Linked DNA regions of Gossypium arboreum: region 2 is linked to region 1. A link is a contact called in public Hi-C data. All regions are on one chromosome and are shown on one strand. The core of a region is the stretch at or near the end of the contact, and the rest is flanking DNA. Distances in the headings are between cores, read along the strand shown.

Region 1 (5,701 bases), core at 1,687-4,186:
ATAATGTAATTTCCTTTACAACTGGCATTCATTCAATTAAAAGAGTAGAAATGCATTAAATTGAAGTGTAATGTGAATCACCATAGTATCAATGATAGCTTTGATGCCTTGTTTTCATTTTAACTTTTTAAAACAATTATTAGTTCTCATAAAAATAAAAAAAATTCCCCAATAATTAAATTACCGATTAGATTCAGTAATTTTGAATAAGGTATTTCACGATTGAATTGGGATGAACCGATCCTACTAACTATTTTAATAAACTAGGCATGTTGTTATTTAAAATCAATTATAAAATATTAAATATTGTTATATCTCTAACATATCATTCATTGTTCAACTATGTGACGTCTACACTTAAAGGTAAAACTCATGAAGCTCGGACTCATGGCTTTATTAGAAGCATAGTCTTAGCTTTCCCTCACAATAACAGCATATCACATAAAGTGGATTTGCATAATCTCCAGAAGATATATAAAAAAGAGCTCTTGTTAGAACTTGCTAATTCAACTCCATCTCAAACCTGATGGCGCACTGTCTAGTCATCTAATATCGACTTCAAAAATGTCTTTAGATTGAAATCTGCTAGTCTAACCCCTACACCTATAAAGTGGAGTGCTTGATGACTAGGGCCTTAATAGTCACTCCCCCTTTATAAATATCTACTCTCTGCATCAAAGTAAGAGAAAAACCCATAGAGAAAAGAACTCATCTACTCACAATACAAACACTCTATAACCACTCCTAATCAGCTTAACCCTCCATCCTTAGTAGCTTTCCGCACCACTTATGGTGTGAACCATCATTATTGTACACCCTAAGTACTTGTATAACTTAATTGTTATAATAATTGGCGTTGTTTGTTGGAAACAAATAAAAAATTATGTCTTTACCCTTAGAGAGCTATTGCCATTAAGAATAAGAAAGCCAAAAAGCCATCCACTATCAATTCCATGTTGGTACTAGAACAAAGATCAAAATGACGTTGTGGAAGCCTATAACTTATCCTTTCCGCAATTACAATGATGGAGCCATAATCATACCCATCCATTCTTTCCACAATTTATTGGGAGACAATAAGTAACCAAGAAATGAAGTAAAAATATTTTTAGAGTTAAAGGCAAACTCTAAGATGTCAACACAACCCTACCTTAAGGGCGTAACCAAATCATCTCTCTGCCCCGATAAAGGGAAGATGAGGCTGTAATAAGGTGTCAAAGCTATTGACATATAAAACATTTAACGGGGTGTCATTTACACTGTATCTTTATTACACTCTTTTAAATACCTCGTAAAAGGATATTCTTAGCAAGGCTAAAGGAATGTTGAGAACTCTACCACTTATACAGTCCAACCTATAGAAGAGGAAGTCTACAGCTGAGCTCCTTATCACAATGATAAAGCGCCACACAACAAATGACTACCTTAACCTGAAGGATATCACCGAAGTAGTTGTAAGAAAAGAACAATTGGAAAGATTCATAGAACAAAGACTCCGTTCTTTAGAAGATGGAAGAGGGGGGCACCACAATAAAAGGAATCTTAAGAGTCTCCAAATATTGGTGCAAAAGTAGGGGATCTTAGGATGTTAACACACGATGGCCACATCCATTCACAAATAAAGCCAATAGGGCAAAAGGATGAATATGATCCCCCAAGGTTGACTGCTTGGCAAGACAAACAATCCAACCTTTCCATATGCGCCAAAATCATAGTTCAGCAACCATTGGACAAAGAAGGTAGCCTAGAATGAAGGTGGAATACCTTTCAAGATAGAAGGTGCACAAGCTTTATAGGAAGAAAATGACCCTAAATAGATCAATGTATATTCATTTTAATGACAAATGGAGACTATTTTGTTATGCCAAGTGAATTAACAACACAATGGTCACATGAAAAAGTTAAGGCACTCATATGAAGTTAACATGAGGATAAAGTTGATTTCATATTCACGGTCCCCTCCATAGATCTCCTTATTAGAACAAGAATGCCTAATAACACTTTAGGAAGTAGTTTGGTGAGAAAAGAAAAGGATCAAAAACAATGTCGACTTCTCAAATGCACAAAGGAGAAAGCCTTCCCTTTAAAGAGGTAATGAAGGGATACCTTGGTAATTTCCTTCATCTAAACATGATCACTCCCCAAACCTTATTGTTAGATATATGCACAGCATTTGTTACATCTTATCACTGCCAATTAGAAGGACACAAGGAAAACCACTTGAGTGGAAATAGAAGGGGGTCAAAGAAAAAGAGAAACTTGTCTTCTTAACTCTTCCATCCCATATGAAGCTTTGCAACGTAGCTATTGGACGCAACGTCTTATTTTTACAAGAGCTGTAAAGATAAGGAAATAAGTTTTAAAATTTTGGTGTGAGATCTAGGAAGTTTCAAACTATTAGCACACGTCCAGGACCTTCATCCTCAAGCTTTAGACCAATGAAGAGGAAAACAAAGAGATTCCTTAAGGGGCAACCCATATGAAGTGTGAGTGTAACGCCTGGTTTTCGAAATATCAATTTTAGGTCGAATTTATTAAACCTAGCTATTTTGGGAAGTCAAATCAAGAAGTTTTTAGGAGTGGCATGATAGTGAATTAAAGGCTCATTAGTTAGTGACCAAGTATTAATTAGAATAATTAGTTGGTTGATAATGAAAATTAAAGATTAAGGCCTATGAACTAAATTGTAAGGCTAGAAAAATTAAAGGGGTCAATGTGAGAGAAACTGAAATACATAATTTAAGATAAGAGAGATCTTTAATTCATAACAAATTCAAACCCCTTATAGCAAAATTCCCATTATAAAAATTCAAGTATCATCTTTTATAAATATCTAAAAAAAACATTATATATCCAAATACATTCCAACTCCCAATCAATACTAATTAAACTAGTAATGAAGGGCTTATTAAACACAAAATTCAAGAACTTAGTTAACCATTACCATACATACAAGTACAACTCAAAAACAACAAAGAACGTGCTACTTACACTTACGGGTAATGACTAAACTAGACAAGTTAAGAACAAGGAAAGGAAGAGTCTTGGATTCTTCGTTGCTCCGTGGGCGGCCCTAAATTATGAATATAACCTCAATCCAGCTTCAATTTACGATTTACGGCAACACCCGACCCCTAATATTAAACAAACATGATAAAATAAATAAAATAATTCAAGCTAAGGCAAAGGCAAAGGCAAAGGCAAAGGCAGTCACAGCGAAAAAGTAAAAAAAATTAGAAATGGAATACCAGCCTACTAACTAGTCTGCTACCAAGTTTTACTTTTTGCTTGTTCTTCTTCTTCTTCTTCTTCTTCTTATTTCTTTTGAGAGAGACAACAAAAAAGTAAACCAAAGTTGTGGAGCCAAACCCAAGTTCCCAGTTGTTTCATCTTCATCTTCTCGGATCTGACTGCGTTTCCTTGCTGTTCTACCTTTGATTCCTATATATATTTTTTTTCCGTTTTCCTTGTCTTTTTTTTTTTAATTTCAAAGAGGGAGACGCAAGTCCAAGTCTGATGGTTGGTATCTGGGAGAAAGGAGAATTCAGATCTGTGATTACCATGAAGTAAAAGGCTGAAAAGGTTGAAGGCGGTGGTTGCTTTCACTTCTTTTTAATTTTTTTATTTGCTTTTACGAGATGATGAAGCGTTAAGCTGGGATTTGGTTAAGGTATCTTATTTATTTACGCGCCTATATTTTCTATTTGCTTGTGTTGTATCATTCATCTGGCTCTTTTTAATTTAATTTTTTTTTTTACATTTCTCTAGTAGTTCCCAATCTTTGTCTGATCTGATAATCAGCCGTGAAATCCTCAAGCTGAGGTTTTTGTGAAAGGTATGTTTCAAATCTTCTTTATTTTCTTATGCGCATATATTTGCTATTTATTTGGATAACTGTTATCATTCATCTTGCTCTTTTTTAGATTTTAATTTGATTTCTACATGTGTCAGTCGTTGAATATGTTTTTATCCAAGTCCCAATCTTTGTCTGATCTGATAATCTGCCCTGAAAATTATGATCCGGAGTGTTTATTCTCAAGCCTTATCATCCCCTATAAGATTTGACTATTCATCTTTCTTATTTTGACTTTCTGGATGAGATGAACTACTTTCTCTTATGTTACTAGTTATAGATTCTCAAAAATAACTTGTTAAAATAGCCATTTCTTTTGTCCAGAGATCATTTGGTGTCTGGAAAACCAAGTTATTTTCAGACCCATGGAGGATGCAGGCGCGCAAGTAGCTCCTCCCCTTTATATTCATCAGGCCCTTGCCAGCCGCTTCTGTGATCCGCCTTCTTTACCCAGGAAACGTGACCTTTCTTATCAGGCCTCAGACTTTCTGTACCAAAACCCTTCACAGCAGCGTGTTGCCAACCCCAGGGACAACTGGAACCCAAAGCAATGGGAGTGGGATGCTGTGAGATTCATTGCCAAACCCTTAAACACCGAGATTCTTCAGACAGGGACTGCTACAGCAGAACAGAGAAAGACAGGTCATGTTAATGGGAATGAAAACTCTATAACATCCAAAAAGGCCACTGCAGCAAATGATGATGATGAGAGACTGCAACTGAATCTAGGTGGGGGATTGAATTCTGTGGAAGATCCTGTTTCTAGGCCTAACAAAAAGGTCTGTGGTGGATCGCCTGGGAGTACCAGCTTCCCCATGTGTCAGGTTGATAATTGTAAGGAAGATCTTTCTAATGCAAAGGACTATCACCGTCGGCATAAAGTGTGTGAGATTCATAGTAAAGCGACTAAAGCTCTTGTTGAGAAGCAGATGCAGAGGTTCTGCCAGCAGTGTAGCAGGTTGGTACTTTTATGTTCTCATTCTTAAAATTTTTACCCTTGGCATCTAGTTTTTTAGCTATTGGTTGAACCCACATCACCTTTATAATGCTTATGTGCAGGTTTCACCCTCTTTCTGAGTTTGATGAGGGGAAGAGAAGTTGTAGGCGTAGGCTTGCTGGGCATAATCGCCGTAGAAGGAAGACACAACCTGAAGATGTGACCTCACGGCTTTTACTCCCTGCAAACAGGGATAATGCCGGGAATGGAAGTTTAGATATTGTCAACTTGCTGACTCTTTTGGCTAGGACACAAGGCAAGAAATTTTTTCTAAATGAGTAAAATTTACAAATTATACTTTTTAAGTTGAAGCTGATGTTTGTGCGCTTAATGTATAGGTAAAACTGAGGACAAAAGCATTAATCCCTCACCGGTTCCAAATAGAGATCAACTCCTTCAGATTCTTAGTAAGATTAATTCATTACCTTTGCCAATGGACCTGGCTGCAAAGCTACCCAATGTTGGAGTTTTGAACAGGAAGAGCCAGGAGCAACCTTCGCTAGGCAATCAAAACCAATTGAATGGGAAAAACACATCTTCTCCATCTACAGTAGATTTGCTTGCTGCCCTTTCAGCTACATTGACGTCCTCTTCTTCCGATGCCCTTGCAATGTTATCTCAAAGAAGCAGCCAGAGCAGTGATAGCCAGAAGACCAAGTCCATCTGTCCTGATAATGTAGCTGCTTCCAGCTCGTTAAACAGAGCTCCTCTGGAGTTTACTTCAGTCGGAGGAGAAAGAAGCAGTACCAGTTATCAATCTCCTGTTGAAGATTCAGAATGCCAGATTCAAGAAACTCGAGCTAATTTACCATTGCAGCTATTTAGCTCCTCACCTGAGGATGATAGCCCAC
Region 2 (5,701 bases), core at 2,162-4,661, 170 kb after region 1:
GGGCTTGTGCATATATCGCAGGCCCTGCACCTAACCGTTGGGGTTTTACAATTGATGGGAAAGACCTATTGGAGTCAGTTGCTGATATTCCAATTACTGATGGTGAGTTCCCTAATGATTTGTAGAAATTTGATATTCTTTTTCCATCCAAGTCTTTAGCTCGTTGGACTGCCAGGGAGTGCAAGCTTTCATAGTGTCCTATATTAATTACTAATATAAGAACAATTAGAAAAGCCATGCCATCAAGCTTGCTGTTGAGTGGATTAAATTGTAAGATGTATGAATTGTGGTAACCAACTGAACATTGGTATGAATGTGATTTATGAGACCCTTGTAAAGGTTCTAGTCAATCACTGAGAACAGCTTGAGCTTAGTCATTGGAGGATAACATGGTTTAGGCTTTATAACTTGCTAGGTATGTGGTGGTTGAATTTGGGGCCTTAAGTTGGTGTTAGAGTACATGCCTGCCAGTCTGGACTCCCACATCATGCTGGTAAGATCTTGTTTATGTGGCGTGGAACTGATTATGACTGAAATGTGAAGTCTTGGTGAGGATATCAAGGATTTAAGTTGATGGGTCTGCAATACTCCATCGCATATTGAACGTGAATGTGAATGTGAAAATTAAGACTCACATATGTGTTATAGTCAATTACTTGTAACAACTTCAGTTCCAGGTTTTGAGAGCCACATAAGCACACAATAGAAGTTGCTTAGATCTGGATCACTACAGTTGATGTCAGTGCATCTGACAATGTGAGCTCTAAGCCTCTAACATTGCACTGGTATGAACTTGGTTCTTGGTTCCTGTAGTGTGGGTTTTGATCATGATGTCTGGTCATGATGATACTCATGTAGAGTCCATCACACATTGGATATGAATGTGAATGATCAGACCCATGGAATGGTTCTAGTTAACCAGAAACAACACTTGAGCTTAAGCTTAAGCTTTTGAGAATCATGTGGCCACTGTTGTTCTGACCTGGGTCTTTAACAATCTTGCATTTTTTGCAAACAGAGCAATTCCATTTCTTAGCAGCTTGTGCATGGCCATTTAGTCTACCTTTCAATTTGCCTTTGCTTTGTCTTTCCCTTCCTATTATAACATAGTTGAGAATTTGACCTGGTTCCATGGAGGGAAGAATGGTAGGAGTCCCTGAGGGAATTGAGAGTGCGCTTTACCAAGCTTCTCTTAGATAAAGCAGGATTTTATTGTGCTGTGAGATGCCAAAGCTGACTATCAATACTTCTATGTCCCATGTTTTTGGTTTCTTTGCGAGCCAAAAGGGTCCGCATTTATTGTCTGAGCCAATGGATTTGTTAGTAATGCAGAATACAAGTTAAGTAACTTTGAATGGTTTTTAAATGAAAAAAAAATTATATATATTCTTAAATACTTGTGTCAAAATGAGATGTATTTTCCTTGAAATAAAAAAAAAAAAAAGAAGAAGGTACTTTTCATCTCTCATGGCTGGTCATTTACTTTGCAGAAGCACAACTCCATTCCGAGGAGGGAAACAATGTTCAGAAGGATCTGCAAAGAAAGCTTCGTGATCATCCACTTTTCTTTGGCATAACAATGGGGCTGCTAGCTGAGGTTATAAATTCTAGGTAATTCTTCTTAGCCAACTGCATATATTGAGCAAGTGAATCTGCATTGATCACAAATGCACATTTTTTAGTGGTTGCAAAATGATCAATTATTGATTGCTGTGGCAGCTTGTACCTTGTTACGCTGTTAGATGTCACAAGTCCTGAGCGTTGAAATTGCAATCAAGACTGTTAGGATTATTCACTTGCAATTGTTAGTTAAAATAATAAAAGTTCTGTTCATGTACTAATAAAAGTTCTGTTCATGTTTTAAGTGTTTCAAGTTTTTACTCTTCTGGGGCATCCTTAACAAATCCATACATCTTTGGGAATTATCTAATACAAATTCTGCCCTACTTGACACAGGCTTTTTACAACCGTCCGGGACTCCCTTGGGTTAACATATGATGTCTCATTTGAGTTGAACTTGTTTGATCGACTTAAGCTTGGATGGTATGTCATATCTGTAACATCAACTCCTAGCAAGGTGGGCAATCAATCGACAGATAGATCTGCATTCTTTTGTTGTTTTTGCGGTTATTGTTGTCTTTTTTCCTCATCACCTATTTTTGGGATTAACTTCCAGGTATATAAAGCTGTTGATGCTTGCAAGAATGTTCTTAGAGGTTTGCACTCCAACAAGGTTGCTCCACGGGAACTGGAGAGGGTTAGTTCTTATACAACTAATATGACTTAATGAGTTTTTTTATGTTACCAAGTAACTGGAAATTGTTATGGAAGAATGTGGTTCAGGTGAAAAAAAAGCAGAATTTACAGTTTTACTTAGACAAGCTAGCTGTCATTTGTTGAAGTTTATAAAAGCAATCCTTGAATCTACAGGCAAAGAGGACTCTTTTAATGAGACACGAAGCAGAAATAAAGTCAAATGCATATTGGCTAGGATTGTTGGCTCACCTACAAGCTTCTTCGGTTCCTAGAAAGGTGAAATGAAAATTAGACAGTTCAGTGTTATGTTATATTGTGTTACTATTATATTCTTATTTTCCAAATCCCAATACTTGAGATAATTTTTATATTTGAAACTTATTTTGATGTGTAAAAGATGGACCAAAATTTGTTCATTCTTACCAGTCTCATGGTGACGGTAATAAATTCCCAATTTTTTTATTTTTTGGAATTCAGGACATATCATGCGTCAAAGAGCTTACTTCTCTATATGAGGCCGCTTCTATTGAGGACATCTACCTTGCTTACGACCAGCTGAAAGTGGACGAAGATTCTTTTTACTCATGTATTGGAATTGCAGGGGTTAATGCCGGTGAAGGTGCTATGGGTGAGGATATGCTTCAATTTAAATGCCTTGAACCTGATAAAAATCTTAAAACCAATGGGCTAGATTGTGGAAATTGGATTAAGGCAAAGTTGGACATGGGTATGAGATGCCATGGACAATATGTGGATAATTAGGACATGGAAACAAGGAATAAATAATATAATAATATAATAATTAGATTAATTTTTAGTAACAGGATAGACAATATGCCTCACATTTTCTCGATAGTTAAAAGCAGTTATTATCACAATTTCTAAAAGTTAATTTTATACTAAATTCTACACTCAAAAACTTTATGGGTTATTTTCCCTTGATTTGGTTGGATGAACTTGTGTGCAGCTTCCTTAGAAGAGGAAGAATCAAACGAAGGGTTTCAAGGAGTTATTCCTGTAGGGCGTGGTTTATCTACCATGACAAGGCCAACAACATGAACTTGTTTGATGCCAGATGCTGTTGTGTCGGCAAAAAGGTGGGTTTAGAGCAACGATGGGAAATCTCTCCCAAGTGGAAGCGTTGAGGAGGATTATTCGAGGATCAACGCAACAAATTCATATGGAATCAAGCCAACCATGAAGATGCTGCTATATGTATGTCAATGTCACACATTGAAATGTAATTACATGATTTTGATACCAACAGGCTTTGTATTCTTTGGGAATTTTGGCTGAATAAAGCTCCTAATCAAATAGATATTAGGAAAAATAATGATTTCAGACCTCATTCTGCAGGAAGTATAGCATGTATATGGTGTGGGTTTTCGTTTCTCACGTCACTCATGTATGCTGACTGCATTTTTGAGTCAAGTTGGTTGGCTAGTTCATAACTTTTTCCCCTTTTCCAGAAATATAAAAGGGCTTAATACCTAATGACCCATGTACAATGGGTGTATTCTCGGTTTGGTTAGCTCGGTGTATCAAATGTCAATTTTATTTTAAAAACTTTTCTAAGAAATGTTAGAAAATTTAAAAGATCATAAAATAAAAATCAAAAGAATCTCAAAATTAAGAATTTATTTCTAAATATATATATTTTTATTTTAATTATGTTTAATTTAAATTCCTAAAATTCTCTGATAAATATTTTTCCTCTATTTTTATGGTAATACCAAAAATCACAATGTTTGTGAAATGCACATTACTTTAACTTCAAGTAATTTTCGTAAAAATGGAACCGATTAAATCATTTAATGAAAGATGAAAGATAATTAAATAAATTTGGTTTTGTGCATCTTGAATGGCTCTCAAGTCTCAAATTCCATTGAAGATTCATTCTGAAATTTAAAGAGAATTTTGGGATTCTTTTAGGAGTTTTTTTTATTTTTTTATTTTTTACAATTGTACGAATTCTTTTATTTTATTTATAAAATAAGAGTGTGTTTGAACGAGGGATTTGTAGGAAAATTTTATTATTTTCAAAATTTTAAAATAAATTTATCTATTTAGATAAAAATATGGAAAAATTTTAAAATTTGTGAGTAATTTTAAGAGGGGATCTCGATAGTTCAATCTCATATTTTAAATTCCACCTAAAGTGGTGGTTGTCGAAACCATTTTTATTTTGAAAAACAGGGGTCGACTTTAAAACGAAAATGGAGTCGCCACCAATCCTTTTTGTTTAGGTGCGATCGGGTCACCTTGTGATCGATCATTTTAATAAAGCATTTCGATTTATTAAAACAACGTTTTTGGTCTACGAAAAATTAGAAAACGGATTCGGGAGTCAATTACGCGCGAGGAAGGATTAACACCCTCACAACACCCAAAATTGGTACCGTATTGATCAATTAACGTCCTAATGTTGAAAATTTGGAAAAGATTTTAAAAAAATACAATTCCTTTAAGAGCGTTTAGATAACTTGAATTGGGTTTCGGGATTCTCTTGTTCAGAAGGAATAAAATGCCATATCCAGCATGATTGGATGCGACATTTCAAACCCTCAATACAAGATCATCTTATAATTTCCAAAACCCATGCACTTGAAATTTCAAAAAGGATATTTGGTTATTTGGTCAAACGGTAAATCGAAACCCAGCACGATTGGGCACGATTTATTGAACTTCCAAATATGAAATATTGTCTTATTTTAATTCTAAGAAAACATGGATGAAATTTCATGAGGATATTTTGTATTTTAGTCGAATGAAAAAAATCGAAACCCAGCACGATTGGGCACGATCTCTCAAACTCCTAAATACGAAATATTGCCTCGTTTTTAATTTAAGAGAACATAGACGAAATTTCAAAAGGATATTTTATATTTCAGTCGAATAAAAAAATCGAAACCCAGCACGATTGGGCACGATCTCTCAAACTTCTAAACACGGAGTATTTCCTTATGTTGAGGGGGCTCAAGTTAACAATTATAAAAATTGAGCCAAAACATACTTGCTTGGTTTGTTTGGAGAAGAAATGAAACCACAAATGCTGGTCAAATAGATTGGAGTTTAAATCTCAATGATGGCATGAAATAAAAGCATAATCACGAACATAGCATAATATTACATGGCAAGCGTTCTAAACAAACAAATCATAATCATATGGAAATAAAGTATATGCAATGACAATGTACCTTATGCAAAGACTAACATTAACACACAAAAGCCAATGAATTACAAGGCAATTTTAAGAGAAGTACCAAGCAAATCAACACAAATGAAATGTAGCAAGTTTTAAAAATAAAGAAGAATTAATAATGTGAGAAGTGCAAAATGTGAAATCATCGATATGCAAACAACAAATTTCGTGTGAGAATAAAAACGAGGTATGTATGAAGGAGTTTTAAAAAAAAAGTACTAAAAACAAAATACATAATATACA

Evidence for each region. Hi-C and Micro-C count contacts between places; a contact is called where the count stands out from the background.
Region 2: a Hi-C map of leaf shows a contact between it and region 1, with 2.6 times the contacts expected there. The contact joins the enhancer-like site here to the promoter of LOC108483012 in region 1. A contact is called at or near these places in 2 of 5 Hi-C or Micro-C datasets (both in leaf).

Annotation. Positions count from the first base shown.
Region 1 is chr1:103,042,093-103,047,793 of ASM2569848v2, forward strand. It overlaps LOC108483012 (squamosa promoter-binding-like protein 14), which reads left to right and starts at 2,937. Exons shown (of 12, transcript XM_017786177.2): 1 at 2,937-3,670; 2 at 3,772-3,835; 3 at 4,178-4,811; 4 at 4,913-5,106; 5 at 5,189-5,701. The coding sequence starts at 4,219.
Region 2 is chr1:103,213,235-103,218,935 of ASM2569848v2, forward strand. LOC108483176 (stromal processing peptidase, chloroplastic) reads left to right here. Exons shown (of 24, transcript XM_017786430.2): 18 at 1-102; 19 at 1,491-1,611; 20 at 1,957-2,077; 21 at 2,177-2,257; 22 at 2,431-2,532; 23 at 2,734-2,884; 24 at 3,224-3,589. The coding sequence ends at 3,315. Among protein-coding and RNA genes, the nearest start is that of LOC108483176, 11 kb to the left of the region's middle. Within about 2 kb of position 3,412, at least 2 of the 2 cell types and tissues checked have an H3K27ac peak or open chromatin away from gene starts, as enhancers often do. A contact at or near this core is called in leaf, where this site is marked.